Linked DNA regions of Mus musculus: regions 2, 3, 4 and 5 are each linked to region 1. The links are chromatin contacts, called in public HiChIP or PLAC-seq and promoter capture Hi-C maps. All regions are on one chromosome and are shown on one strand. The core of a region is the stretch at or near the end of the contact, and the rest is flanking DNA. Distances in the headings are between cores, read along the strand shown. Region 1 holds the start of Ttc5 (tetratricopeptide repeat domain 5). Region 2 holds the start of Ap5m1 (adaptor-related protein complex 5, mu 1 subunit). Region 3 holds the start of Olfr1509 (olfactory receptor 1509). Region 4 holds the start of Mettl3 (methyltransferase like 3). Region 5 holds the start of Arhgef40 (Rho guanine nucleotide exchange factor (GEF) 40).

Evidence for each region. Promoter capture Hi-C pulls out the DNA fragments that hold promoters and counts their contacts. HiChIP or PLAC-seq counts read pairs in DNA pulled down with a chosen protein or histone mark.
Region 2: an H3K27ac HiChIP or PLAC-seq map of extraembryonic endoderm stem cells shows a contact between it and region 1, with 12 times the contacts expected there. The contact joins the promoter of Ap5m1 here to the promoter of Ttc5 in region 1. A contact is called at or near these places in 1 of 39 promoter capture datasets (embryonic stem cells), 2 of 484 Hi-C or Micro-C datasets (liver and muscle stem cells), 2 of 115 datasets of contacts at active chromatin or transcription factors (extraembryonic endoderm stem cells and pro-B cells) and 2 of 9 other capture datasets (adipose tissue and liver).
Region 3: a contact with region 1 is called in a promoter capture Hi-C map of pre-B cells, with 3 times the contacts expected there. The contact joins the promoter of Olfr1509 here to the promoter of Ttc5 in region 1. A contact is called at or near these places in 3 of 39 promoter capture datasets (cranial neural crest, frontonasal cranial neural crest and pre-B cells).
Region 4: a promoter capture Hi-C map of pre-B cells shows a contact between it and region 1, with 5 times the contacts expected there. The contact joins the promoter of Mettl3 here to the promoter of Ttc5 in region 1. A contact is called at or near these places in 6 of 39 promoter capture datasets (the 3T3-L1 cell line, cranial neural crest, hippocampal neurons and 2 more).
Region 5: a contact with region 1 is called in a promoter capture Hi-C map of cranial neural crest. The contact joins the promoter of Arhgef40 here to the promoter of Ttc5 in region 1. A contact is called at or near these places in 3 of 39 promoter capture datasets (cranial neural crest, hippocampal neurons and liver).

What each region holds. Positions count from the first base shown.
Region 1 is chr14:50,782,825-50,788,641 of GRCm38.p6, reverse strand. Ttc5 (tetratricopeptide repeat domain 5) reads left to right here and starts at 3,122. Exons shown (of 10, transcript NM_001080949.2): 1 at 3,122-3,204. The coding sequence starts at 3,154.
Region 2 is chr14:49,064,217-49,070,033 of GRCm38.p6, reverse strand. It overlaps Ap5m1 (adaptor-related protein complex 5, mu 1 subunit), which reads right to left and starts at 3,485. Exons shown (of 8, transcript NM_144535.5): 1 at 3,170-3,485. The coding sequence starts at 3,243. It overlaps Exoc5 (exocyst complex component 5), which reads left to right and starts at 3,367. Exons shown (of 18, transcript NM_207214.3): 1 at 3,367-3,908. The coding sequence starts at 3,882.
Region 3 is chr14:52,447,381-52,453,197 of GRCm38.p6, reverse strand. Olfr1509 (olfactory receptor 1509) reads right to left here and starts at 2,805. Exons shown (of 1, transcript NM_020514.2): 1 at 1,796-2,805. The coding sequence starts at 2,783. The coding sequence ends at 1,857. It also overlaps Tcra.
Region 4 is chr14:52,301,911-52,307,727 of GRCm38.p6, reverse strand. It overlaps Mettl3 (methyltransferase like 3), which reads left to right and starts at 2,604. Exons shown (of 11, transcript NM_019721.2): 1 at 2,604-2,840. The coding sequence starts at 2,741.
Region 5 is chr14:51,981,553-51,987,369 of GRCm38.p6, reverse strand. It overlaps Arhgef40 (Rho guanine nucleotide exchange factor (GEF) 40), which reads right to left and starts at 2,537. Exons shown (of 24, transcript NM_198249.4): 1 at 2,379-2,537. The coding sequence starts at 2,381. It overlaps Gm16617 (predicted gene, 16617), which reads left to right. Exons shown (of 3, transcript NR_045728.1): 3 at 531-981.

The DNA of each region.
Region 1 (5,817 bases), core at 1,873-4,372:
CTCTTGGTTCAGTCAATTCTGAACAGGTTGACTATAAAGTACGAGTGGTTCCTACTTAGAAATGACCTCAAAGCACATTAACATGGTTACAGATTAGGTGAAAGATTTGTGAAGGTCAACTTTAATCAGAACTTATCAAGCCATTCCTATACTAGTGCTGCTGACTATAAGAAGGTATATTAATGCTTTTAAACAGTTTTTCTTTATCAAGTACTATTTCTGACTTATAGGGTAATTGTGCCTAGTTAGTACATTCAATTAGTGTTCCACTAGAGGGCGAACAGTAACTGGATTCCAAGGGTTTTCCCTCCACATACACCAGTGTGAGACGGAGTTAACCTTTCTAGCTTTGTTTTTGTGGAGACATTATTATTATTATTTTTCAGGCCTGAGCTTACTATGGAGATGGTCAGTGAATTTTGCCAGATAAGGACACTTGGTGACAGTCTGTTTCCAGAGGTTGGGGATGGTGGGGGCAAGACCCACAGTAGCTGTGGGTCTTAAAGGTGGCATCAATGGTGGCCTTGGCAAAGTTGTCCATGGTGGCAAGTACAGCCCCTGGTTGATGGGTAGCAGTTATCAATACTGGCCAGCAATCATGAGCTTCTTGGGGACAGGAGCAGAGACATGCCAGTGCCTCTGGGAGCAGGGATAAGATGCACCAACAGAGACACAGTGACTTGTCATCTTGCATGGCACAGTGTGGGGCTTGCCAGTCTTGCTTCCCTAGTCGCCTTTCTGCACAGGGCAGAAAGCTTGGTTGAGATGATTGCCCCTTGATGGCATTGCCTACCTCCCTGAAGCACCTAACACCAAGACCAATAAGTGAAAATACATATTTTATAGCTAGTAAAAAGATTTTAGATTATAGTTTAAGAAATATTCTTTCTATGAGATTTTTCAATTTTGTTGGAAAAATATAAGGAAATAGGCATCTTGAACAGTTTGAAATATAAGTAGGGTAAATTTGAAAAAAATTTAATTATAAACTGTCAGGAATATTATGTTTCTTAAAAAAGTTAATTTTAATTTGCATGTCAGGCTTTTCATTTTTTATGATTTCTTTTTTTTTTTTTTTACCTTATGTGCATTAGTGTTTTTGCCTGCATGCATGTATGCCTGTGTAAGTGTGTCAGATAGCTTAGAACTGGAATTATAGTCAGTTGTGGTCTGCCATGTGGGTGTTAGGAACTGAACCTGGATCCTCTGGAAAGGCAGCAAGTGCTCTTAACTACTGCACCATCTCGACTGCCCCATTGTGGGCTCTTTTAAAGGCATGAAAAAAAGCAGAGGGAATTGTAGGCTTAGATTTTTTTTTCAAAACGTACTTTAATAAGGGTCCTTAAATTCTTTAACTTCACTTCTAGCCTCCCACCCACCAGAGGTCATGCAAAAGAAAGGTTATTAGGACACGGGAAGTGGACCTGTTTAGTTTAGAAAGAGTTCTTTGGGTGATTCCAATCTTTGTTGTCAGCATTATCAGCAGTTCACTCTACTAGCAAACTACCACACACCAATCAGCAGATGCAGTTCCATCCACTCAGCAGACACCACATACGAGTTCAGCAGCTGTAGCTGGATTCAGAATAAACTGAGAGGCTCTGCTGGGTCGGTGTGGAGTCTGTGGAAATGGCAAGAAGCCGTCGGAATATCATGAGAAGTTCTTGGGTGAGTTACTCTCTGTTAAGATCAGTGAGAAGCAGAGATCAGCAAGGTGGTGCAAGGCCTAGAGCGCTATCAACTGAGACTAGCGAGGTGCAAGATGAGCCAAAGCACAAGCCTTGTCCCACTCACTGTCTGTGGGATCATATTTATATTCTTTCTCAAGTGTCTGCTTCAGCTAAACATCCTCTCACCTGTGTCTGCTTCAGCCAAACATCCTTTCACCTGTCTGCCCCAGCAAAGCATTATGACCTGAGTCTCCAGAAATTTCCACTTCAGGAAATGATCACTTTTTTTCTTTGTCTCTGCTGCACAGTCTTTTTGGAAGCATTTGGAGGTGTTTAATGTCTTTTTGCAGAGATAATTTTTTTAGCAAAGGAATTTTAAAAGTTTTAAGATTGTGGTTGGATGTGGTGATGCCTGTCTGTAATCTCAGGACTTAGAAGGCAGAGACAGGAGGAACTCCTTGAGTTCGAGGTCAGCCTGATCTACATACAGACTTTCAGACAATTGAGGTTACATAGTGAGACCGTGTCTCAAAACTTAAAAACCAGGGGTAACGAATGTCTATAATCCAAGCACTTGGAAGTGGTTGCAGGAAGATCAGGGATTCAAGGTTATTTTTGGCTACATAGCAAGTTCCAGGCCAGCTTGGGATATATCAGACTCTGTCTCAAACAAACAGAAGGTTTAAATTTTTCATTTTTGAATAGGCAATTCATGTTCAAGGTAAAAAATGGAAAATACACTGAGAAGACTTCTCAAGTCACCTGCAGTTCTCAATCCCTGTTTCTCTCTTCAGAGATGGTTTATTACAGAAATAATAAACATGAGAACATTATTAATGTACAGTATGGTGGCATGCCAGCCTCAAACATAGTAGACTTATTAGGATCATACATTAAAAAGCTAAAAATTACACGTGCAGATATCTTCAGTTGGTATATATTCAGACAAGTTCCCTTGCAGGGAGTTCTCTTCCAAATACCACCTGACATGCATACTTTCATAGTCGGCCTTGCTTTCTAAGAGTGATGTAAAAAAGGACAAGAATATACAAAACAAAACAAAAAAATGAATGGAATTAATTTAAGAACATTTTGATTCCAGAATTTGGGAAGGGAATTATAAAACTAGGAAATTTATTTATGAAACCGAAAGTGATCACAAACTCAGCAGGTGTTTGTTATCCCAGTTTGAGGGTTTGTGGCAAAAGTCCAGCCTGGACAACATAGCCACGTTGATCTACGTGGCCAATCTGATCTACTTGGTGGGTGAGATTCTGTCGCAATAAAAAGAAGCAAAACAAAACCCCAAAGCAGTTCTAGGGCATCTTTGAGACACCAAGTTCTGGATTAAGTTGGGTTGTAGCTGTGTCTCTGAGGCGCAGATGGGCCTCCGGAGCCCCAGGGGTCGCTGTGGTTTCAGCGTAGGCATGGCTGAGTCTCTGTGGTTGAAAAGTTGGGGGAGGAGACGCTGAGAGCGGCTGGGATGATGGCTGATGAAGAGGAAGAAGCGAAGCACGTCTTGCAGAAATTGCAGGTGAGGCTGTGAGTTAAAATCTTTTGGCTCCTTGCTCTGAAAGGAGGAAGTGCAGTGGTCAGGGCCCGGGCGGCGGAGTGCGGCGGTTCAGCCGGTGCTGAGGGCTGCTCGGTGGGCGCCCGGAGGGAGTCTGCCCACCGGGTTTCCTCGGTAACAAGTAGCTTTGTACGCGGAGTGGCAGGTGGCTGCCGACTGTTAACCGAGTTGTTTGTGCTCCACAGCAGCAGCCATTTCTTTAGCATCTTTCTGCATTGAACTTGGCCACACTCAGAAATAGACTGCAGAACAGATGCCCTGGTTGTTGGTTTTCGGATTTGTCGAGTTAATCTCTTAACCCCACCCACTCCCCAGGTGACTATTGTGGAAAGGCAGAGAGGAGTTTCCTTCAAGTATGCGTTTTTATTTTTGTTTTTAATAGTTAAGATTTTCTTTAAGCCTCCGAAACTTAGTTTGTGGTCGAAGACATCCTTGCATTTAAACTAGATACACTTCTAGCAATTTTGTTTGTTGTTTTGAATCAGGGTCGCCTGGAACTGGCTTTACAGGCCACGCTGGCCTCGAACTCCTAAAGATCTACTTGTCTCTGCCTCGCAGGTGGTGAGATGAAAGGCCTGAGCCACCAAATCTAACAAAATTTAAAGCATTGATTAGGTTTCTTTGTTTCTTGTGGGAGTTAAAAGAACACTCAGAACATGGACTTTGGTTAACTATTCCTTAGTGGGATTGGCAGAAGTCAGATTTTTAATCCTATCGGCAGCGAGACTTTGGATGCACTTTGTACATTTGTATGCATAGGAAAGAAATACAAAACGTTATGCAGAATGGTGTTGTCCTTGAGGCTATTTGGAGTGGCCGTGAATCACTTCCTGTTTTCACACTTTCCTATTCATTAACAACTCATTTGTGTTGCTGTTGCCACCACAGAAGTTTGTTCAGCAAAATCAAAACGACTAAAACACAACAATAACACTTTCCTTTAACTTTACAGCCATGCTCATTGCATGACAAAAAGAAACTGGCTGTGACTGTTGCTTAGAACTCTCTTAAAAATTCCACAAATTGTGTTCCACAGATCATGTTGACCATTTTATTATTATTATAGAACAGAGTAGAGCATGCTGACTTTATATATGTGCTGAAACCAGTCTCTTCAGGACCTGTTTTTCCTGGGAATAATATACATAAAGTTAAGAAATACTTATAAAGAAGGTGTCAGCTTATTGTTTTTATCAGGGTAGGACTTTACTTATGCATACGAATTTGTTAATAACATAGGCACTACATTAGTTAATTTAACCACTGTATTTAATGTGAGTTGATCATGACCCAGCCCTTGTTCTAGTGATTAAGTATAGCCCTAATCAACAAGAAATTCTTTCCATTATGGAACTTACATCAGCCATTTCAGAAAGTAATGAATGAATAGGCCATATCATTTAAAATGATAGGCATTTTGGAAAAAAAAAAGTGTGATTAACTAGAGAGGAGGAGAGGAAGGCACTAATTAGGTTTAGGTCAGCGGTCCTCAACCTTCCTAATGCTGTGACCCCTTAATATAATTCCTCATGTTGTGGTGATCAGGACTATAACATTATTTTTGTTGCTACTTCATAACTGTAGTTTTGCTCCTGTTCTGAATAGTAATGTAAATATCTGATGTGCAGAATCTCTGATATGTGACCCCTGTGAGAGGGGTCAATCTCCAAGAGGTCTCCACCCCCAGGGCGGAGAACTGCTGCTCTAGGAAGTGTGCTGATTAGTTAGTTGTTTTTTTTTTTTTTTTCAACTTGACACAAATTGGATCATCTGAGAAGACTGAACCTCAATTGAGAAAATGTCTCATTTGGTCTGTGAGCATTTTTAAAAAATTATTATTATTAATGATTGATGATGTGTGAGGGTTCAGCCCGCTGTGGGCAGTACCATCTTTGGGCAAATGGTCCTGGACTGTTTAAGAAAGCAGGCTGATGGGGGCTGGAGAGATGGCTAAATGGTTGAGAGAGCACTGGCTGCTCTTCTAGAGGACCCAGGTTCAATTCCCAGCACCCACATGGCTCCAGGGGATCCAATACCCTTACACAGACGTACATGCAGGGAAAACATCAGGGCTGACCAGCCTGAAAAGCAGATCAGTGAGCATCAGTCCTCCTGGACCTGCTTCATTTCCTGCCTCCAGGGTCCAGCCTTGCTGTGACATCCCCTGAAGGCTGACAATTTGGAGGCTTTCCTTTCCTCCCCAAAGTGTTTGTCTTTTGTTTCTTGTTTTCTTCTTTTATCATGGAAGTGAAAGCAAAGTAGGATAATAGGGCAAGCCTTTCTGAGAAGTTGACATCTCAGCTTCTATGGAGTTGATCATGAGTGCTTAGAAGCATTTAACATTTGCTTGAGAAAAAAATGCAAGAGAATCAGAAGATGCCCCAAGTAAACAAGAAAAACCTCTCAAAGTTCTCCCAAAATACCAAGGTCACCAAGTTCAAGTTGGTTGCTTTGTTGTGGAAAACAAGGCCTTCCTTACAGGTTTGTCACAGTTAGAAAGGCCATGTATTTTTCATTTATCAGCATGTGAAAAAATAATGGATACTTAAAAAAGAAAACAAACAAACAAACAAAAAA
Region 2 (5,817 bases), core at 2,236-4,735, 1.7 Mb after region 1:
TAGTTGTAAGGATCAGGCTTGTAAATAGATATTTTATATATAGCTAAGAAAATTAAGTTACCTCCTTGAGCTAGCAGGTTTTTATCTCAGTTTAGGCCTCCTGCCTCCCGTGTCTTTATTGGCTTTAATTAGATCATTTCAATGGTTACATTGTTTGCCCTGAGTTGAGGAGGGTAGCCCAGGGAGTAGCACTATTAGCAGGTGTTGCCTTGTTGGAGAAAGTGTATCACTGTGGGTGTGGGCTTTAAGACCTTCCTTCTAGCTCCCTGGAAGACAGTCTGTCCTGCCTGAAGTCCGATCAAGACACAACACAGACCTCGCAGCTCCTTCTCTAGCACTGTGTCTGCCTGGATGATGCCATGCTTCCTGCCAGATGTTAATGAATTGAACCTCTGAAACTGTAAGCCAGTCCCAGTTAAATGTTGTACCTTGGTCATAGTGTCTGTTCATAGCAATGAAATTGGGGCTAAGATAGAAGTTATTAGCTAGCAGAGACCCTGACATGAACCTTTTAAGGCCTTCCCTCCTCAAAACATCAACTACTACCATACAACTAGTGAACAGCTGACTCAGGTGACTTTGGGTGGTTGGGGTGTTTTCTTGTCAGTCATCCATGCTCCCTTAAGTAACCCCAGTAAAACACATTGGTTTGCCAAGCTCAACTTGAATAGTCCTTTGGTCTGTTGCTGTCCTTTAGATCTAGGATTATCACACATTTCTTTACATCTTTTTCTAAAAGGTTATAGAGCATGTGTTAATTCATATCTATTAGCCTTAACATCAGCTCCAAGTGGTCCGAATCTGAACTTCACAAAACTAGGAATTCATTCAAAACAGAATTAAAGTGACACAGAGATTAATTATGTGACCCCCTCCCCGCAACTTGCTACCTCCATTGAGATGTAGTGAAACTCACCTAAACATATCTGAATGTGTCTTCTAAAGTATATAGTATACACAACTGGGAAAGCATTCTGAAAACTAATATGACTTTTCTTTTAAAATATTTTTACCATTTTTCAATTATGTGTATGTATGTGGAAGGGTGGCAGTGGCTATGTACAGATGGCTTTGGAGTCTAGAAAAAGATGTTGGTTTTAATAGTGAGGGCTACAGTTAGTGGTGACTGGTGAGCTGTCCCACACGGGTTCTGGGAATAGGACATGTTCTCAATTACTGAGCATCTCTTCAGCCCTGCATGGCTTCTTCAGAGAACTTACTTTTTCAATTAACAAAAAGTCTCACTTCTATTACAATGTTAAGATACAAATACATGCACATAAAACCAGAACACTGGCACAAAAAAGAAAGTAATAGAACAGAGGCAGACCAATGTTTATATGAAGAAATATAGCAAACATCAATAGTGAGTCAATAAAAGACAGAGAGTTTACATAACGATGTTAGGAAAACTCAAGTCATATAAAGAAGAAGTGAAATTCCTACTTAACACCATATTCAAAGATGTACTCCTAGTGGACTTAAATATAACAGATAAAATTATACAGAATGGATAAAATGGTATCTTTGGAAAGGGTAATTCACAGAAAAGGTATTTCAAGAGTCTAATGAATATTGTTACAGAAAGGTATACAAATAGAAATTAGTTCTCCTTTACTGGTAAAATTAAAATAAGAGTCAGGGAAATACAGAAATTCATCGATTTCTTTTTTTTTAAGTGTTTATTTATTTTATGTATATGAGTACACTATAGTTGTCTTCTGACACACCAGAAGAGGGCATCAGATCACATTACAGATGGTTTTGAGCCACCACGTGGTTGCTGAGAACTGAACTCAGGACCTCTGGAAGAGCAGTCAGTGCTCTTAACTGCTGAGCCATTTCTCCAGCCCAATTCACTGATTTCTAATGACTCTGTTTGCATTCAGGGAAGCTATTTGTCAGTATTTTGTTAAATCAGTACAGACATGTTCTAAGGCCCTGTTTGAGGATGTTTACTAGATAGCACTGTTCTGAAAGGTAGAGGCAGCTTGGACCCTATCATTAAGGAATGTAAATAAAGAAAACCATAGATTCATACAGTTCAAGTATCTAGAGCTGCATTATCCAGTATGGTAGACACCAGGTACATGTGTTACTGAAATGTAAGCAAAACTAACAACTAATGGGGGTCATGGTTGTTGCATTCCTTTAATTCTAGTATTTGGAAACCAGAAGCAGGAGGGTATCTATGAGTTTGTGGCTAGCTTGGTCTACACAGTGAATTCTGGGTAAGCCAGTGGTACACAGTGAGGCTCTGTCTCAAAACCACAGCAACAAAAACCTAATAACTGAGTTCCTCAGTTACACCATTCAAATGCTTTCTGGTTTACATTCGAAGAGATTTAAAATTGGTCACCTTTCTACCATACATTGCTGCTTTCCAAGAACACACATCTACTCATTAACACAGAGGCTTCTTAGAAATAATGCCAAGAGACAGGTAACAACTTCAAGAACTGACAGATGGGATCTCCTGAAATCAAAACAGTTCTGCAAAGCAAATAAAACTACAAGCAAAGTGGCGAGACAGCCTATAGACTGGGGGGAACTTAGCCAGCTATACTTTATATCGGGGTTAATATCTAATATAAAGAACTGCAGAGTCCTCTCCATAGAATTATCTTGGTAAGATATGGCAAATTCTAAAGGTGGGACCAAACCACTTATGCCACCTGGATAAAAAGGTGACTGTAATTTAATTTTTCACACTTCTATTTTGCTCACCCACTAGAAGCTGCAAACTATAACGTTCTTTAAGCAATCATTTTTGTACCAAACTTAAACAGATGGAATTAATTTTAAAGATACATTAGTATAGCCGGGTGTCGTGGCCCACACCTGTAATCCCAGCACTCTGGAGGTATCTGTAAATTCAAGGCCAGCCTGGTCTACGTATCAAGTTCTAGGACAGCCAGGTATACATGAATCCTGTCTCAAATATATAAATAAATAAAGATACAATAGCAGTAATACTAGAAAACATGTAGCATCATGTAACAAGCAACTCATTCCTTACAACAAAGTGAGATAAACGTAGAAAGCCTAAATTGCCCAAGGGCACCCTGCTAGCTGCTCCTGGGACAGCTGAGACTCAGCGCACCACAAAAACTCCTGCTTAGATTCATCCTTGGACCCATCATGCCTGAGGATCCAGACTTGCAATTACCTGGAGAATCTGACGGTGCCTCCAAGTGGAGTTCCTGGTTCGTGACGTATGAGCCACACTGCCCGCAGGGCCATGGTTAAGCCTCCCAAGTATCAGAGCGATGTAGAAACTAAGGTCGCCATCCAGCCAAAGTAGACCCCGCCTTCTAGATGGGCTGTACCAGGCAACGTCCGGGTTCTCCCTGAGCCGCAAGAGCTCACTGGAGATGCTCGCTCTTCCGGGTGAGGTGACTCAAGTCTCCCGGTCCCTTCAAGAGATTAAAACACTCCTCAGAAGGTCTTAAGAACCTACACCCGGAATCTCAAGGGACTGGAATACTCTTCTCGCCCACTTCCGGGACGGCGGCCCGCGAGGCTCAAGACGCGTCACCCTGTCGCAAACGAGCGCCTCCGCGGCCCGCTCGCCGCTCGCTCCTTTCGCCCGCCCCGCGAAGTCGGCCGGGCGCGCGCAGCCCCACTTCCGGCGTGCGAGGCGGTGACAATGGGAGCGGCGCGGGCGGCGCCGGGAGGCAGCTGACAGGCGTCTGCGGCTCCGCTTCATGGCTGCTCTCCCTCTCTGCCTTCGCTGTGTGAGGACCGGGGCAGCCAGCAGCGGTGCGCAGCCCGGGCCGGAGGCGGTAGGCCGAGCTGGGACTGGTGAGCGGCGCCGCTGAGGCGCAGCATGTGAAGCGGAGACGGCCTCGAGCGCGGGGCGAGCCTCTCAGCCGGCCGGCATGGCCACGACGGCCGAGCTCTTCGAGGTGGGTCCCGGGGCTCGGCGGGCGGCGGCGGCGGCGGCGGGGGAGGGGCGGGTGGCGGCGGGACGCTGGGCCGGCTCGGGTGGCAGGGCGGCCAGACGTCCCGGAGACCGGACGGGCAGTGGGCAGGGCTGACTCCGGAGCCCAGGGCCGGCGAGCCGGGTCTTGCTGTGCGGATCCTCGCGACGGTGCTACAGGGGGCATCTGAATGGAGACTCTGGGGGGCTCCTCGGTGCCGAGGTTCCGACAAGCTCAGAAGCGGCCCTGGGGTGCCTGCCGTCTTACCTTACAGTCGAAAAGGCTGGGAGGATTCTTTTAAGGACAATAAAGGCCTACTTAGCCTCAGCACGGAAGGGAAGCGACACATCTTACTGCATTTAATTGCTGTGGAACCCTCCGACTGCTAGTTAAAGGATCCTTGGGCTGTGAGAAGCTGTGGGAGCGTTCAGGTGCATTTTCTTGAGTGTTTCAATATTTAAACTTGACAGTTGGATTTTGTGGCGTGTCAGTGTCAGAAGCGGTGAGGTTTGAGATAATGGAATGGGGTTACAAGACAATGAAACAGTATCTTCTTGTGTGGAAAAAAATAGAAGTAGTCATATGAAGAAAAATGAGGAATACACCTTCTCCCCCGCTGGGGCGTGATTACTCCATAGCAGCAGAAGTGTAAGTTGTAGAGAACACTGCAGTTCACAGTTAAGAATGTCACCATAGGTGAAAATTGTATCCATTGAGCATCAGCGTGTTCTGTGGCGTGAATTTTAAATGCCATTGTTTCCATTAAAAAAAAAATCTAACTTTTCAGTTACTTTTTTTTGTTACTGAACGTTGACTTGCAGTCATTCCTAGCATAGATACTGCATTTGTTTAGAGAAATAGCATGCCTAAATTGTAAGTTGTAATGAAAGTGATTTGAGTAAAAGTTATAATTACACCTAGGAAAAATTTATTGCTGTTCCTCAGATGTAAATGTCTGGAGATATTATAACATTTGCTTCACCAGTCATAAAATTCTGCTCATTTACTGTGTATCCTTGGTCAAGATACTAGGTAATTCTGTAATTACTTGTTTCAATTTTTATATCTTACAGGCTTTGGGATCTTTAAATAATACTTTCATGACGAGCTACTTATTAACAGAAAAACAGTATATTATCCTACTGTTATAGTGAATTCTCTTTAACATCCACAATTTCCTCTTGGATGGAAAATTATATTTTCTTCTTTAGACGTATACCAAGATGTCTTCAGTAACTTATTCGAAAATGTGTTTTCTTTCTCAGGGATGAAGAAAGTGGGGGTGGGGGGAAGGGGTGAAGAAATTTGTATTTTGTTCTCTAAGTCTTGTCATTTAGTGGAGTTGTTAAAGTTGTTTAGCTTAGTGACAGCAGTTCTGTAGGAGAGAAACCCAATGATGATACAGTAATCGGAAGATTCGTAGAACACACAGGCATATTGATAGGTCTCATAACTGGAGTGATCCCAACTCTGTCATTTGTAGTTGTTGTTTCATCAAAATCAGAAACATAATAATAGTTACAATGAAGTAGTGCCAGTTATGCATAATTAAGTCTGTTTGTCCTTTCCTGTGAGTCTAACCCTGCACTAGGTTCTGCTTGTGAATAAACCTTCATTCTCCAAGTGAAAAGTTACCTTTTTTTTTTTCTAATAGAAAGGGAAGAAGGAAAAAGGCCCCCAGTGTCTGCTGCCATTTCCTGCAGCTACTGCTACAAATATGGGTTGCAGATTAAGTCAGGCTGTGTCTTTCTCTCCTACTTCCCATTCTAAGTCACAGCTGGAGAGCAAGGGAAACAGGGCAGGATGTAGTCAAGGATATTTTGTTTTTATGCATCCTGGTTTTCATGTACTTCTAAATAGAATTGGACTTCCATTTTCCACATCAGAGAAATTA
Region 3 (5,817 bases), core at 1,556-4,055, 1.7 Mb before region 1:
GTTTCACTTCCTAAAGTGCCCTCTCTTTTGCCCCACTTCTCATTATGATAGTGTATATATATATATAAAGAGTGTGTGTATATATATACATATATATGATAGTGTGTGTATATATATATCCTCAGCTTATATATGTGTGTGTATAATACATATGAGAAACCACATATGAGAGAAATTATGAGATATTTGTTTCTTTCCCCTTTCTTACTTTGCTTGTTCCCATTACTCTATTCTTTTAGATATTTCCTGTAAAGTGTTCATCAATCTGTCTTATTTCTATTTGGGGTTTTTTGTCTATAGGAGTTCATGTATGAGTGAAAATATGTGATTATTTGTATTTCAACTCTGCCTTGCTTTATTCTTGAGACAAGGCCTCATGAAACTCAGGCTGACTTCAAACTCACAATATAGCCATAGCTAGCCTTGACTCCTGATCTTCCTGCCTCCCCACGCCAAATACTGAAATTAGAGGCATGCACCACCATGCCTAATTCAAGCTTCTGTCACTTAATATAGTCATCTACAGCTCCATCTATGCTCCTATAGCTGATAAATTTCATTCTTCTTTACAGTTGAATAAAATCCACTGTGTATATTTTTTAAGAAACAAAATACTTGAAGATAAATTTAATGAATTGTGTTTTATTATAAATTTAAATGATAGTATTAATGAAGAAACTAAAGAAAACATAAACAAATAATAGGATACCTCAAATTAGAAGATTGAGGTTGAATATTTTTCAGTTTAGTTCTCTTCCAAGTTGTCTATCGAGATCATGTGACCCCAGTCCAGATTCCAACATTTTCCTCTGTAGAAAAATGTTTCCCAAGAAAATGTATAACATTTTGAGAAAGATCAATAAGGTCACATAACATCACTGAAAGTCCACTATCAAACTAAAATAGTCAAGACAGTGTGCTCATATATAAATATAGACATGAAAGTCAATGTAAAGAATTACAAATAAAACCACTGGACTGAGGTCAGGGACTCTATGGAAGTTAGGGGAACTGGAGAAGCTGAAGGGCATCACAGCCCCATAGGAAGAACAACTAACCAGTATCCCTAACCCGGACCCCTCAGAGCTCCCAGAGGCTAAGCCACCAACCAAAGAGCATACATGGTCTGGTCTGTGACCCATGACATATATGTAGCAGGAAACTACCTCCTCTGGCCTCAGTAGGAGAGGATGCGCCTAATCCTGTAGAGATCAGATGCCCCAAGGAAGGGAAATTCAGGGGGTTAGGGGCAGATGGGAGCAGGTAGGTGGTTGGGTGGGGAAGTACCCTCTCAGAGGCAAAGGGGAGTAGGAAGGGGTGAAGAACTCTGGAACGGAGGACTGGAAAGGGGGGGCAACATTTAAAATGTAAATAAATAAAATAATTTAATTAAAAAAGAGTTACAAATGAATCTACACTTGAAAGATCGAGTCTTTTTCAATAGAAGTAATTTAATAATAAAATAAACGTCTCAAATTGTGCCATATCAAGCCAATGGATAGTAAAACAAATCTCAAACTTACTTCATACCACAAAGAAAAACTAAACCCCAAACATTATACACCTAGAATTCAAAATGGAATTATAAAATTTGCAAAGTAGAACAGCCAAAACTCTTTGAGGCTTGGACGTAGACAGATTCCAGTGTGAAAGGATCAACCATGAAAATAAAAAGTCATAATTAATTTAGTCAAAATGTTTAACTTTTCACCTTCTGAGTATTTTATTAAGAAAATGTATTTTCGGAGCTGGAGAAATGGCTCAGCGTTTAAGAGCACTTGTTACTTCCACATTCAGGATGTGGTCACAACCGTGACTGTTATCACAACATCACACAAGCACACACACACATGATTTCATGAGCAAATTCGTCTCTGCCTGAGATGCTTCATGGCAGTTTTCACTTCCTCATTCCTCAAAGTGTAAATGAGAGGATTCAACAAAGGGGTGACCACTGTGTAGAAAACCGATACCACCTTGTCGATGGAGAAGCTGCTATCTGGCCGAGTGTAGAGGAAGATACATGGCCCAAAGAACAGGGCGACCACCATGAAGTGGGCTGAGCAGGTGGACAGGGCTTTCCGACGACCTTCTGCAGACTGTTTTCGAAGAGAAAACAGGATGACTGTGTAAGAAGTGACCAAGGCTAGAAAACATACGAGGGAGATGGTTCCACTATTGGACACGATCAGAATCCCTGTAAGGTATGTATCTGTGCAGGCCAGCTTGATGACAGGAGGTACGTCACAGAAGTAGCTATCGATAATGTTTGGGCCACAGTAGGGTAGACGAATAGTCAAGAAGGTCTGCACAAGTGAATGAATAGTGCCCCCCAGCCAGAGTGCAAAGACAAGCTGTACACAGACCTTCATGTTCATCACATTGGAGTAATGCAATGGGATGCAGATAGCCACATAACGATCATACGCCATAATCGTCAGCAGAAAGATCTCAGAACAAGCAAAGAGATGTAGGAAGAAGAGCTGTGCAATGCAATTGTCAAAGGAAATGGTCTTCCTCTCTAAAAGCAAACCCTCAAGCATCTTGGGCACGGTGACAGATGAGTGGCAGATGTCAATGAAGGACAGATTGCTCAGAAAGAAGTACATGGGATTGTGGAGACGTGGCGTGAAGACTATGGTAACAACAATGAGGAAGTTCCCCAAAAGTGTTAACATATAAGTGACTGTAAATGGTACGAAAAACAGAATCTCCAACACCCAGTTGTCAGTGAGGCCCAGGAAGATAAATTCAGTCACTCTTGTTTGATTTAGAGCTCCCATCTAATGAGCGTTCCGGAGGATCTGGGGATGGGGGTTAAATTTTAAATTATCCTGAGTAATACAGAGATGAAGTCATTGAAATGACTGTTTTTCTTTGAGGCTTGGCATGAATATGTAAGTTATTTTAAATCCTTGCCCCTTTTTTTAACCTGGTTCTTTTCATTTCAGAATAATCCACAAAGAATAGTATCAGACTTGTGCCAAAATCATAAAGCTCCAAGGAAGACCACTCATTATTTGACTTCTGTTATTAAGATAATCTTTAAAACTTTAACAGTATTTTGTTTTGTCCAGTGTGGGGTCATTTTACATTTATTAAAATACTATTCATTTCTTACTTTGTTTTTGTATTACCTCAAAGTACTGACTTTAGAAAAACTATCCTGATTCAATAAAAGTTTGCTTCTCTTTCATAATTATTTTATGGTACTTAACTATAAAAGAAAGTAGGAGATTTAGTTTTGATTTCCATAAGCTAAGCTGTTCTTTAAAAGTACAGAAGAAACAGAAAGACTTTAAACGCCAGAACACCAGGAAAACTGGCTGTGAGATACTATTTCCTAGGAATGACAGAGAAGTTTTGCCAATGATACACCAATATGGCTGCCTAAACAACACCTGAACAAGTACAATACCAGTAGATTCAGTAACATGAAAGGAGACAACCTCATGAGGCCGCAGTTGTAAACAAAGAACTACAGGCAACTAAGAAATACTGAGAGTGGAAGAGATAGTATTCCCCTATTTGGTTATCCAACACAAAGTGACGAGCCCTGAAATTATATATACACAGTAACACTAAACACTACAGACTGAGCAAGTTGTATTTACATATTTATATATTTGTACATTAATGTTTAAATATTATATGTATACATATATATCTTAATAAAAAGAGGCCATGATTTAGGAAGGAGCAAGGGAGGGTATATGGTAAGGTTTAGATGGAGGGAAAGGAAGGAGGAAATAATATAATTAAATTCTAATTGTAAAAAGTATTTTTTCAAAAAGTAATAACCACAGATGACTTACCTCTTGCAGCACTTGGCAAGTGCCTTGTACTTTGTAGGTTGGCAGAAAAAAACTCTTATTTGCAGTAAACTAACTTCTTAGGTATTGTGAGTCTAATCACGCCCTCTCAATTGAACTAATAAACCACAAACTATGATTCTTTCAGTTCTGTAATGTAACTTTTCTGCCAGGAAAATTATATACTATCGCATTGTTCCTATTGTTCATGATGCCTGGGTGACCATAAACTATAAGAGTTTTAAAAGGTAATCATCACAAATCATCCAAAATGAGGCTTTGATCTAATTATTTCACTTAGGGCAAGGTAGTCTCATACAGTGTCCAAACTACAGAAAAAAAAAATAATAAAGATGGAGGAATTTTAAATCTAGTACTATTTGAAGCAGCCTAACAGTCATGGGTTGACTTGAGGGGAGTCTGTATGAATGGCTGAACTTGACTAGGTTTGTATCCACTCATTAAGAATGATGGTGATACAGAAGTGGATGCTTACAGTCAGCTATTGGATAGATCACAGGGTCCCCAATGGAGGAGCTAGAGAAAGTACCCAAGGAGCTGAAGGGTACTGCAACACTATAAGGTGGAACAACATTATGAACTAACCAGTAACCCCCAGAGCTCGTGTCTCTAGCTGCATATGTGTCAGAAGATGGCCTAGTCGGCCATCAGTGGAAAGAGAGGCCCATTGGACTTGCAAACTTTATATGCCTCAGTACAGGGGAACACCAGGGCCAAGAAGTGGGAGTGCGGGGAGGGGAGGGAGGGTATGGGGGACTTTTGGGATAGCATTGGAAATGTAAATGAAGAAAATACCTAAGAAAGAAAGAAAGAAAGAAAGAAAGAAAGAAAGAAAGAAAGAAAGAAAGAAAGAAAGAAAGAAAGGAAGGAAGGAAGGAAGGAAGGAAGGAAGGAAGGAAGGAAGGAAGGAAGGAAGGAAGGAAGGAAGGAAGGAAGGAAGGAAGGAAGGAAGAAAGAAAGAAAGAAAGAAAGAAAGAAAGAAAGAAAGAAAGAAAGAAAGAAAGAAAGAAAGAAAGAAAGAAAGAAAGAAAGGTGATAAGAGAGCTATTGAACCAGTACATAATGGTGATGTTTGATAGTATATTATCGACATTCTGTTACATGCTAGTGCTCCATAATTTATCAAAAGACAAAAAGAAGACTGGAAAAAAATGTCAGAACACATGGGACAGAAAAGGAGAATATTCCCTTATTCAAAGACACTTAAAATTTGATAGTAAAATATAAATGATCACATTAAAAATGATTAAAGAATACAAACTCAATGACCACTGGAATGGAATCACAAAGGGGACATGTGTCTGAGTGATAGTCATTCAGGAGAGTTAGAGAATAAAACCAAGTACATTTCTTTTTATCACATTGGCAAAAGCATGAAAAATGGATCCAGTGTTTACATACTGTTACTGACAGTATTCTTAAGACCTCTTGTGGGAAACAAGTTTGCAGTACTGAAGAGAATTTTAATGTCTACTTCTTGGCCAAGGAATCCCATTTTCAGGACTGAATTTCATAGAACTAAGGGAACTGGTAACTAGGTACACACTTATTGAAATACTTTTTAGTAAAATGAGGTATTGGAAACAAACAATGCTTATCAATACCTCATTTAGAAATAGATGATTTTTAAAGTTTGTTAACGTTTATCTTATTATTTTAGGGGTATGTGTGTTTTGTCTGTGCAACATGAACATGCCTAGGACGTTGAAGACTAGAAAAGATCCTGCGGAACTTAAGTTACAGACAGTTATGAGCTGCCATGTGGGTGCTAGGAATCGAACCAGGGTCCTATGAAAAAGCAGCCAGTGTTCTTAACTGATAAGCCCCATGAATAAATAACTTTTGGCACAGGAACAATATGGAATACATGTGAACCATTAATGCTCTGGATGTGTGTGTAGTAACCTAAGATAGTGGTTCTCAGCATGGCTGTCAATCAGGACTACTTAAATGATTTTTATAAATTTTGATGTCCCATCTCACC
Region 4 (5,817 bases), core at 1,355-3,854, 1.5 Mb before region 1:
CCTGGCTGTCCTGGAACTCACTCTGTAGACCAGGCTGGCCTCGAACTCAGAAATCCACCTGCCTCTGCCTCGCAAGTGCTGGCATCAAAGGCGTGCACCACCACTGCCCAGCTTCTTTGTCATTTTTAATCCTTTAAATACTTACCTCTTTTTAAGTGTTCTGTCCATTATAGCAGCTGAACACACGTGAAGACCCAGGATCCAAGAGAGCAAATATGGGCTGCAAATCTTGGTTCTGGAACTCAGGAAATACCACTCTTGCCACATTCTGTTAGTTTACTAAATCTAGGCAGAAGCCAGTTCACACTCAAAAGGGGAAATAAAATTAATAGGAAGTGTTTGGTTTCTAGGTCCCAGAATAAGGGACTGGGGTGTATATTTTACATATCAAAGCAGACCTGGCCCCCAGGTTCTCCCAGCATCCCTCCTCCCTACCTGGCATACCCTGCCCACAACCTTGAATTTGCCATTCCAGGGGCCAGGCTGCCCTTCCTGCCCTTCCCCCAGAGGTTCCTCCCTCTATAATCCAGACATTTTGCCCGCGCGGGCTCTCTCTCTCTCTCTCTCTCTCTCTCTCTCTCCCTCCCCCCCCCTCGACCCTGCTCTCTTCTTCCCCTCCCCATCTCTCCTCCTCCTTTTCTCCCCTTGTTCGAGAACTTGTTATCTTTTTCTCTTCCCCCATCCCCATCCATGGCCACCCCCCTGGCCCCAATCCTTGGGGACAGTGAACTCACTCAAGAGCAGATTCCCAGTAAACCTGCCTTTAATATGATCCTGTCTGGCTCTAATTGGCTCATTTATCAGGAATAACAGCAAGTATATACATCCCACATAAGATCATAAATTATGGGAGACATTGGTCCAACTGTGGACCCAACCCCCATAGCACAGGAGGCAAAGCTGAAGTGAGGAGTGCAACGTCGTCTCACAATCGCGTAAACCCTGACTCTGCTTTGCTGCCCTGGAGATCTCTGGCATACTATGGCATACTATGCACATATTTGCCACTTAGCTATCACCCACCACCCCCGTTTTTATTTATTTATTTGAGTACACACTGTAGCTGTCTTCAGACACACCAGAGGAAGTCATTGGATCCCATTACAAATGGTTGTGAACCACTATGTGGTTGCTGGGAATTGAACTCAGGACCTCTGGAAGAGCAGACAGTGCTCTTCATTGCTGAGTCATCTCTCCAGCCCCTTAACTTTTCATTATTTAGGGACTATTTTATTAGTTTTTGTAATCAAACTACTGTACATAAGACCATTCAGTGCAATAATAGAAATAATTTTACTTTAGTTTTTGTTTCTGGATAGGTTTGATAGCCAGCCCAGGAGATCTACTGTTCTCTGCCTTTCCAACACTGAGATAACAACTGCCTAGTCATGGGCTGGAGATAAGGCTCAGTGGTAAAGAGCACAATTTATTATTACAGAATTGAACTCAGGTTCAAACCCTAGCACCCACATTGTACATCACAATTGCCTGTAACTCTAGTTCACGAAGATGACTCCGTCTTCTGGTCTCCAGGGGAGCCAGGTATGTGTGTGTGTGTGTGTGTGTGTGTGTGTACAAACACACATATACAAATATTCAAACACAAAAATAAACCTTTTTCTAAATTAAGCTAAAACAATGTCTGCCACCCCACACAGCTTTGCCTTAAATTTATGTGGGTTCTGGGAATCTCAGAATCTCATGCTTTCACAGCAAACACTTTACTGAGCTACCTCCCCATTTCTTGCACATTTTCTTTTAAAAAAAAAAAAAAGAACAAATTTATTATATGTATATGAGTACACTGTAGCCGTCTTCAGGCACACCAGAAAAGGGCAACGGATCCCAATTACAGATGGATATGAGTAACCATGTGGTTGCTGGGAATTGAACTCAGGACCTCTGGGAGAGCACTGAGTGCTCTTACCTGCCGAGACATCTCTCCACTCATCCTGAACATTTTTAAAGAGTGCTCCCTCACGCTGAAAAAGATGGTTCCCTAATTAAGATGTTTGTCTTAGAATATGCCTGAATTCCCAGAACTCGGATATTGAGGCAGGAGGATTGTGAGTTGCAGAACCACATAGTGAAACTCCACTCTCCTTTCACACACTTTGTATAGAAAGAAAGAAAGAAAGAAAGAAAGAAAGAAAGAAAGAAAGAAAGAAAGAAAGAAAGAAAGAAAGAAAGAAGGAGGGAGGGAGGGAGGGAGGGAGGGAGGGAGGGAGGGAGGGAGGGAGGGAGGGAGGGAGGGAGGAAGGAAGGAAGGAAGGAAGATAATATTTAACTTAGAAAATCTGGGGCCTTAAGGGCAGAAATCTATGATACAGTGCTTGACCGTATGTGCAAGGACCAGAATATACAATCAACCAGACTAACAGTCTGTTCACTCCTTCCCGTCCATCCATCTCTCCACGCATACACCCACCCGTCAAACACTCACACTTGTTCTAGCCCTGCTATTTTAAATGCGTTGTCACTAACGACTTAAAGAAACAACATGGCGGGTCTGCCAGCTACCAACATGGCAAACACAGCCTCAGCGCTCCCGGAAACACGAGAGAGAACTACCGTGAGGATTACGTCCGGCTGGTTCGCCAACCGGAAGTGGCTTTTCATCTTGGCTCTATCCGGCTGGCCTTCGGGCGTCCTCGTGAGAATTAGATGTTTCTTAGTTCTAGGCTGGGGAGGTGCTAGTCCGCCGCGCCTGATTCGAGCCGAGTCCGCGCTGGGAGCTAGGATGTCGGACACGTGGAGCTCTATCCAGGCCCATAAGAAACAGCTGGACTCGCTTCGCGAGAGATTGCAGCGGCGACGGAAGCAGGACTCTGGGCACTTGGGTGAGGTGCGGGGTGGTCGGGGCGGGCCTGGGCGGGGCGAGAGACTCCTGGAGAGGAAGACAGCCCCGGGCTCTGCGCCCTTTCCGGAGCAGCCCTTTATTGGACTCCTCGATTGTTGGTTACCCCATCTTTCCCGAGTAGCTGAAACGCATGCCCACCTGCGGGAAAGCTTGCAGTGCCTCCTCCCGGGCGTCGGTTTTTCAAGCGTAACACCACACCAACATGGGTCCACTCCTCTCCTTGGGTCCCATTCCAGTCCTGTCTAGGAGAATGTTGCGTCCGTGAAGCCTCTCAGTACCTTATTCCGAGAGCCAGCAAAACCCGTTTTGTTGCTTCTGTGCCTGTTTTACCTTAGTTGTAACGTTTGCTTTGTCACTGTCTTTTCTTTCCCATGTGGGCGGGGAGCAAGGATTGCTTCTGTATATCTATCCCCAGAGCCCGGTTTAGCAGCCACAACAGGGTCCTCACTAGGACCTTCTCACTAGGACCTTAATGAATGAGTAGTGCAAGTGTTTACAAACGTAGCAAGAATCTGAAAACACTTGATTTTGGTCTTTAAACATTTTCCCCCTCCCCCTTGTATGACAAAGTTAGAAAAATTGAAGGCACTTAAAAGAGTACTACCCTAATAGCCTTCTCCAGCACAAGCTCAATTATTTAAGGTAAACCAGTTGCAAAGCTCTGCGAGAATACCGAATCCATACTACATGTGTGGGTAGCATGTCAGTGCTTTGCAGTATTCACAGCTCACAACAGCAGACCTTGGTGAAATTCAGTCTCACCGTAATTTGTGAACATTTATTGCATATCTACACTACTCATGGGTTTCGGCAAAAAGAAGACACTGCTGTTACCTTAAAGGAGCTTAAAAATCTATGTGAGAATCAAAGAAGATTAGAAGAAAAAGCAGGGAGAAAAACCCTTCATGGTGGCTCATGCCTGTAATCCCAGCACTTTTTTTTTTAAAAGATTTATTTATTTATTATATGTAAGTACACTGTAGCTGTCCTCAGACACTCCAGAAGAGGGAGTCAGATCTTGTTACAGATGGTTGTGAGCCACCATGTGGTTGCTGGGATTTGAACTTCAGACCTTCGGAAGAGCAGTCGGGTGCTCTTACCCACTGAGCCATCTCACCAGCCCATCCCAGCACTTTTTTAAACAAGAGGGATATCTGTGAGTTTGAGGCCAGCCTGGTATACACAGTGAGTTCCAGGACAGCCAGAACTACCTAGAGAGACCCTGCCTCAAAACAAAACAACAAAGCCAAAAAAAAAAAAAGAAAAGAAAAAGAAAGAAAGTGTCACAGCTACAGTATTATATATGTAAGATGCTAAATGAATGGGTCCACAGTCGCTACAATGACTAAGAAATGGGGCAAGCTTAATGGGGACTTCCTACTGGAGTTGCCAGTTAAATTTGGCCTTGATTTTTAAACTGCATTAGCCAATACAAGATTTATCAGATTACATAATTTAAAAAAGATAATAGGGCATTATGGAACACAAAGTGCAAAACATAGGAAAAGGGAATAATTAGAAACCAAGATTTGAGAGTTCGAAGCCAGCATGGTGTACATAGTGAGTTCCAGGATAGCCAGAGCTACACAGTAAGACCCTATCTCAAACACACCAGGAATGAAGAACAGTAACACTTTAATCAAAAAATGTAACAGGCACAGCAGTTAGATTCCTTGTTTTGAGTTGATAGATTCTTTGTTTTGTTTGAAATAAACCTAATAGCAAAAAGTTTGTTTAAACATATTTGGCATTAGGTATCATTGCATATTTCTATAAAATACCAGTTTTAACTATATTTGTAGCTTGAAAAGCAGTCTATGTTTCCACATAGAATTTCGGCTAGATTACATCAAAAAGGATGTTTCTTTGGCTTTAATTAGAAGTTTGAAATCATGGAAAACACTCAAGAATTTAAGACTTATTTACTAACATTTGTTTTGGTCATGGACAGCTTTCCCAAAGTATGCTCATTAAATTGGGCTAGACAAAAAAAAAAAAAAAACCCTACAAAGTCAATGTATAATAAGAATTGCCATGTTGGGTGGTGGTGGCGCACATACAAATCTTAGTTTGCACTTAGGAGGCAGAGTCAAAGGCTAGCCTGGTCTACAGAGCAAATTTCAGGATGGCTGGGGCTATACAGAGAAACCTTGTCTTGAAAAACAAAACAACAACAATAAAAAAGAATTGCCTGGAGTTTTGATTAACAAAATAAACATTTGTAGGAATAGGATTGTATTACACAGTGCTTGGCACACATGTTTGTTTGTTTTTTATGTAAGTGTTTTGCCTTCACGGAATTATGTGCCCCACATGTGTGCCCAATACCCTTCAAAGCCAGAAGAAATCTTTGGATCCCATGAAACTGGATTACAAATAGTTGTCAGCCACCATATATGTTCTGGGGACCAAACCCCAGGTTTGAACAGCAAGCATTTTAACCATTGAGCCATCTTTTCAGCCTTGGCCACATAATTGAGTATAAATGGGGAAATGGTTAATATATGACTTAAAACCATTTCAAAATCTACCTAACAAGCTAGGCATGGCATTACATGCCTATAACCCCATCAGGAGGTTAGAAATTTTTAGGTTAGCGTGGGCTAAGTAGATCCTATCTCAGACAAACAAGGCCAGGCATGATAGTTCATACCTGTAATCTCAGTACTTAGGAGGCTAAGGCAGCAGAGTTTGAGGCTGTACTGGGTTACATAGTAGGTTCCAGACCAGCCTGGACTAAATAGTAAGACCCTGTGAAAAAAATCAGGCATCTCCATGACAAAGTAGTGATATAATTTGACTTACAACTTACCAATAATAGGATAGTTGTGGTGGTATATGCCTTCAGTTCCAGCACTTGGGAGACAAAGCGAGGCAGACTTTTGGACTACATAGTGAGTTCCAGGACAGCCAGAGCTACAAAAAACAAACAAAAAAAAACCCCACCTATACTTTTA
Region 5 (5,817 bases), core at 1,288-3,787, 1.2 Mb before region 1:
GACTTTCTAAGCATGGCTCCTTGGGAGTTGGCCAGTTTGCAGATAGATATGTCTCATATCATATGTGCACAGTGAGTAATCAGAAAATGCTGGCTGAATGAGCCCAGGAATAGGAGGGGCCTGGCCAGTCAGCACACACAGGCTTACCATGGCTTCACATTTAAGCTCTGAGACTTTGGCTTTAGTGATCCAGGGAGAACTTGTTATAGATGACTCTGGTCAGGATTGTTCCAGGCACTTGTGAATTGAGGTGACTGCATCCCGGGAGGAAAGAGACAGGCTGGGCCACTGAACCCATCTGATGCTTAAGAATTCTCGGTGGATGGGTGGGGGGTATGGGGTTTCTACACAGCCATTTTGCCAATGGATTCTCCCGAGCTCACCATCCAGATACCTTTATTGTAAGTGGAGGTATGCCCACTCACAAACTACTGCATCCTAGAGATAGTTGGTTGATAGGTGGGAAGAAAGAAGATGAGAAGACTGTGGCTATCTCAGGCCTTTATAGCATCCCTTTCTTTCATTCCCAGAACCTGTGGGATTGGCCACAATGAATCAAATGGTGGAGCCATTTGAAAGAAGATAAAGACATACCCAAAATTCTTGGAGAAGAGAGGAGGTGGTCTGATGCTATGTATTCCAGTTTTTTTTCTTTCTTTTTCTAGTTCCAGAGGGTTCTGTCTGATAACCTGTCTCAAAGACTAAGTCGTGTCCCGTACTGACCAACTCCCTAAGTGAATCATTCATTGGGCTACGTTTCTTCACTCACTTCCTAAACAACAACTCTGGGGTCTACTTCTTTGCATGTCCATATCTCTCTCAAGATGGCTTTTTAAGTTCCGTTTATCAGATGTCTTTGCTGTAAATGAGGAAAGTATTTTGCAGTATTTATTTCTCTACCTCTCTTTGCATTTACTAGCTCTCTACCCATTGCAGACGGTTCTGCTTCCACCCCAAGACAAAAATTACTTATTTTACTCTGAAATCTCTCCAGCCAGAGTTGCTTAATCCCGGCTGTTTGGGAAGATTAGGGTATTCAGACACCCCAGAGACCAGCATTCTGTGTTATCAGAGCCCAAACTTGGCTCCAAGGTGTGGGCGAGCAGACAGACCCTCAGTGTTCTCAGGACTGTGTACGTGGGTGGGAAGAAGGGTAGGGGTGAGGTTGGGTGGGCCCGAGCTCCGAAGTTAGGATCCGGGGAGCTACTGCTTGAGCAGCGAAGCAGCTGCAACCCATTAGGGGCGGTGAGCTCATGGCTGAACAAGAGTCGCAGCCACAGGAAACGGCCTCGGCAGGAGGGGAGGAGGGGTCTGGAGCAGGCGGAGGTGGGCAGGAGCCCAAGACACCAGGCCTCTGGTCGGCTGGGACCAAACGACGGGCGAGACTGAGTCAGCGCTCACTGGCCTAGTTCCTGTCTTGCTCCAACCCTCTGAGCAGGGTGATGCTTCCCAGACTCTCCGTAGACATTGCCCTGGCAGGGCCTCTCCCCCTCCTCCACTCTGCAATGAGCATTATAGGCTGCACCCGCCTGGGCAGTGGGCGCTCTCCCCGTAGTACTTCATAGTACTTCTGGCCGGAAAGTTCCGGGCTTAGTGTTCACTCTGGTTGACATGGGCTTCTGGTACCCTGAGCTGCTGCTCTCCGAGCCTCTGCTCTACAGGATTCCATCCAGATCCCTCCCTGCAGCGACAGTGCTCTGAGGCAGGCACTGTCAGGAACAGCTCAGTTCCCTGCAGCTGCATGAACCTCGGGGAACTTTGTCCCAAAAACTATGGTTTTGGCTCTGGCAACGTCACGCCCATTGGTACTGCGGAACACCCCCTACCCACCCCCAAACAGCCCCCTTTCTGTGAGGGAATTTCCCTTTGGACATGCCCTTTGGCCCTGGCCCAGCCACAGCTGTGGCTAGTCCCTCAGGGCCGGATGGGTGGGCCCATCTCACCGGGTTTGGGGACTGGGATGGAAAATGGTGGTTCCAGGCAGGTCAGTTCTCATGACCCAGGACAGTGCCCTTTCAAGGGCTGCCGCCAGACCAACTCGCAGAGGGTCTCCAGGAGTGAAAAACTGAGATAGGGAGGGGGAGGGAAAACTCAGCAAAAGAAGACTGGGTAGGACCAAAAAGACCGGGGGTGGGATGTGTGCAAAGACCATCGAAGGATGGGGAGGTGGCACAGAAGAAAGAAAGGGTCATGGCAATACTCGGTAGGGACTGAGCAGGCAGCAGGACCGCAGATCGAAGAAAAGAAGGGGGGATGGGAGGGTGGAGAGTCTCCGAAGCGCCAAGGAGCGCTAAGCGGGCACAAGAGGCACGGGGCTGGGGGCCCGGAGCGGGCTGCGCGAAGGCCGAGGGGACACCGGGGTGCTTCGCGGGACTCACCATGGCTCGGCGTCGGGAGGTGTCCCACTCTCCGGCGGGCGGGCGGGGCGGGTGAGCCACCGCCTCCCTCCGGGCGCTCAGTCTCGCCGGGTCTAGCTGCAGGACAACTCGCGCGGCGACCGCGGCTCTCCCCGCTCGTTCGGCAGCCCAGGCCGCGGGGGCCCCGCCAGGGAGGGCCGAGACGGCCGCCTGCACCGCCCCGCCCAGCCCGGGACCCCAGCCGAGAAGCCCCCCCAACCCTGGCCACAAGCCTCGCCTCCGCTCCCCTGGCTGTCTGCTGCCAGCCCGCCCCGCCCCCTCCGAGAACCGCCCAGCTGAGGACGCCCCGGGTTTCCCGCGTCTTCTTCGCTCTGCGGGATCAGTTCAGCCTCAGCTCGGGACCCTGCAGGGGACCCGCCTAGGTCCCAGGTTGCCCGGCGGCCAAAAGCCTTCTTCCATCTCTAGGGTCCATGACACATCTCCGGTCCGTGGCAAGGCTTGGCAAGGTCCTGGGGCCCAGGTCGATCCACAGCCTTTAGTTCCCTTTAGGTAGAGCTGAAGGCCGGGAAATTAGGGTATTCCCCCAAGCCTTGGGCGTTTGCCCGCCCTTCTTCCCCTTCCACCTTCTTGGGTCTCAAGGCTCCATGAGACTACAATGGGCTCCTGTGTGCAGCCTGGGGAGGGCGGGGGATGAGGGGAATTACGAAGTAAAGGCTTGGCATGTGGGGTGGGGGGATATGTGTCACGGCTGAGAGGCCAGGGCCCCGGGATCAGGATCCCTCTGTAGGGTCTGGGGGCGTTTGCGGAGTTGCTCCACGCTGCCTTTGCCTTTTTCTCTACCTTAGACCCCTGTTGCTCTGCGGTTAGAGAAGGGGAAGCAACAGTTCCCGGATTAGACCCCACGCTTTAGTACTGATGTCAGATCTTTCCTTCTTGTTGCAGGGCGATAGTGGCCCATATGCTAGGGCTTTTGGCAGTGACTATTATCTTACACTTCAGACAAAAGGGGCTAGGCTCCTTTAATTTTTTTTTTTTTTTGCCTCACCTACAAACTCGAGTATCACTTCTACATGGAAGTGAAGGCCGAGTGGGGTCTCTCAAAAAGGCTTGAGGAACCGCAGCACATCAAGGGGTTGCCCTGCCTGTCTCTGAGTCACAGACTGGTCCAAAAGGTGGACATTTGGGAGGCGATCTGAAAGGTACTCATTTCCCAGAGAGATCGTGAAGGTGTTGGCATTGCAGTTAGAGGGTAAAGTTTATTTAGAAGACGTGTGGTAGTGGATACAGTCGATGAGGCTTGGAGCAGGAGGAGAAGAAAGGGCCTCCATGACAGGCTCTTTTCATCTTAGGATGCTACATTCTGCCCCTTTTCCTGTGGGTCTGGAGAAGGGAGAAACTTAATTCATGGGGATGACACGAGCCCTCTGGTTCATAGGGTTAAAAAAGAATCTCAAGCAGGGAAAACCCTGTGATTAACCGGCAAGAACTGTGGAGCTATCTCCAACCTTCCAGTTAAGGTAGACTCTTCAGTCTCCTTGTTATTAATGACCAAGAGAGTGAGATTTTACTACCCCCTGGTGTCTGCCTGGTAAATACTGCCCAGCAGCAGGTTGTAGAGGCCTTCTAGGGAAGTTTTTTTTCAGAGGATTTTCTGTAAACCTTACTCATCAAATCTAGTTCACCCATTCTCGGTCTGGAACGATTGAACCTTCCCTTATTGGAACTTAAGATTCCTTATGCTCAAATCATTTGGTAGAATCCAGGGACACCCATAGCTAGGCAGTGAGATATAAACATATATCATGGGAAAAAAGATCCATTCAAAAGCTTTGAACTGGTGGCGTGAAGGAGTTTGGATTTAGGTTCTGAGATATAAGTTATCCCTTCTTACCATGAGTTTCAGTACATGGTGTGTGCTTACAGTGGTTAACAGCCCTTTCTCCGTAGGGAACTCTTACCTACCAGTGTGCATACAATGCAGTCTGAGTTGGTGTGTGCTCTTTGGTAGGTGATGTGAAGGGATAGCATAAAGCAGAGATAGAGAAGATACCAAGCTAACAGGTCCTCTCCTGCATCACAGATACTTTTCAATGTGGTTTATATATTTTTATTTATTATTTATTTTTATTAGATTTTTTCTTTATTTACATTTCAAATGCTATTCTGAAAGTTCCCTATACCCTCCCTCCGCCCTGCTTCCCTACCCACCGACTCCTGCTTCTTGGCCCGGGTGTTCCCCTGTACTGGGGCAAATAAAGTTTGCAAGAACAAGGGCCTCTCTTCCCAGTGATGGCCGACTAGGCCATCTTCTGATACAAATGCAGCTAGAGACACGAGTTCTGGGGGTACTGGTTAGTTCATATTGTTGTTCCACCTATAGGGTTGCAGACCCCTTCATCTCCTTGGGTACTTTCTCTAGCTCCTCCATTGGGGGCCCTGTGTTCCATCTTATAGATGACTGTGAGCATCTACTTCTGTGGTTTATATATTTCGAGTTCTTTCGAACCTAGAAAATTCCTACATATTTCATAGAAGAAGACATTTCATTTTATTGAAATGATGTAACTTTGAATATATACTGTACAGTACTTGGGAAAGCCAGGGCTTGTGTCCAGCTGTCTGACTCCACATTTTCACTCTTAACCAAGTTGTAAGTTATAGTAGTTTAGCTGTCAAAGTACATACAAGAACTTTATTATACCACCTTTTCTACCACCTCACTGTCCCATTAATATAATGTTGCTTTTGTAATAGTGCTGAGTGTCTAAAAGTGGTAAATGTGTCTCTGTGGACCAAAGGAGAAAGAAAGTCCACTTCTATCTAGACTTGGTATAGAATAATAGTTAAATCAATTCCTAAGAAGTGTTCTGTATGGTTGCAATGGAGAAGCTGTGCATGGAGTTACCCTAACGTGGGGGGAAGGCAGAAGAAACAGCTGTGTGTGTAACGTGTACTGCCTAGGTAATGAGCTGCAACATACCAGCCATGCATAGAGGGTTGATGCTTTGGGCTGCCCACCAATCCTTAGCCACCTGAGGAGGAGCTGTGGTAAGGGTCCTGCTTCAGTTCTGTACCTCAGTCAAGAGAAAATTGGAGGACCATAAAGGGGAGTTTTAGGATCAGATATGAAGGGATGTGTTCTTGTTAGCAGCACTTTCCAAGGAAACTGGGTATCAAAAGTTAGTTGTTTTAGGATAAGAATAAATAAATATTGCATTGGCTCTATTTGGTGTGATTTTTCTGTTTTACGTTACTTTTTGATTGATAACATTTCTTTAAAAGTTTATAACTCGGGGGCTGGAGAGATGGTCCAGCAGTTAAGTACATTGATTGCTCGTCTGAAGAAGGTCCTGAGTTCAATTCCCACATGGTGGCTCACAACCATCTGTAATGCAATATTCTGGTGTGTTTGAAGATGGCTAAATGTATTCATCTACAAGTAAATAAAGTTAAACGAAAG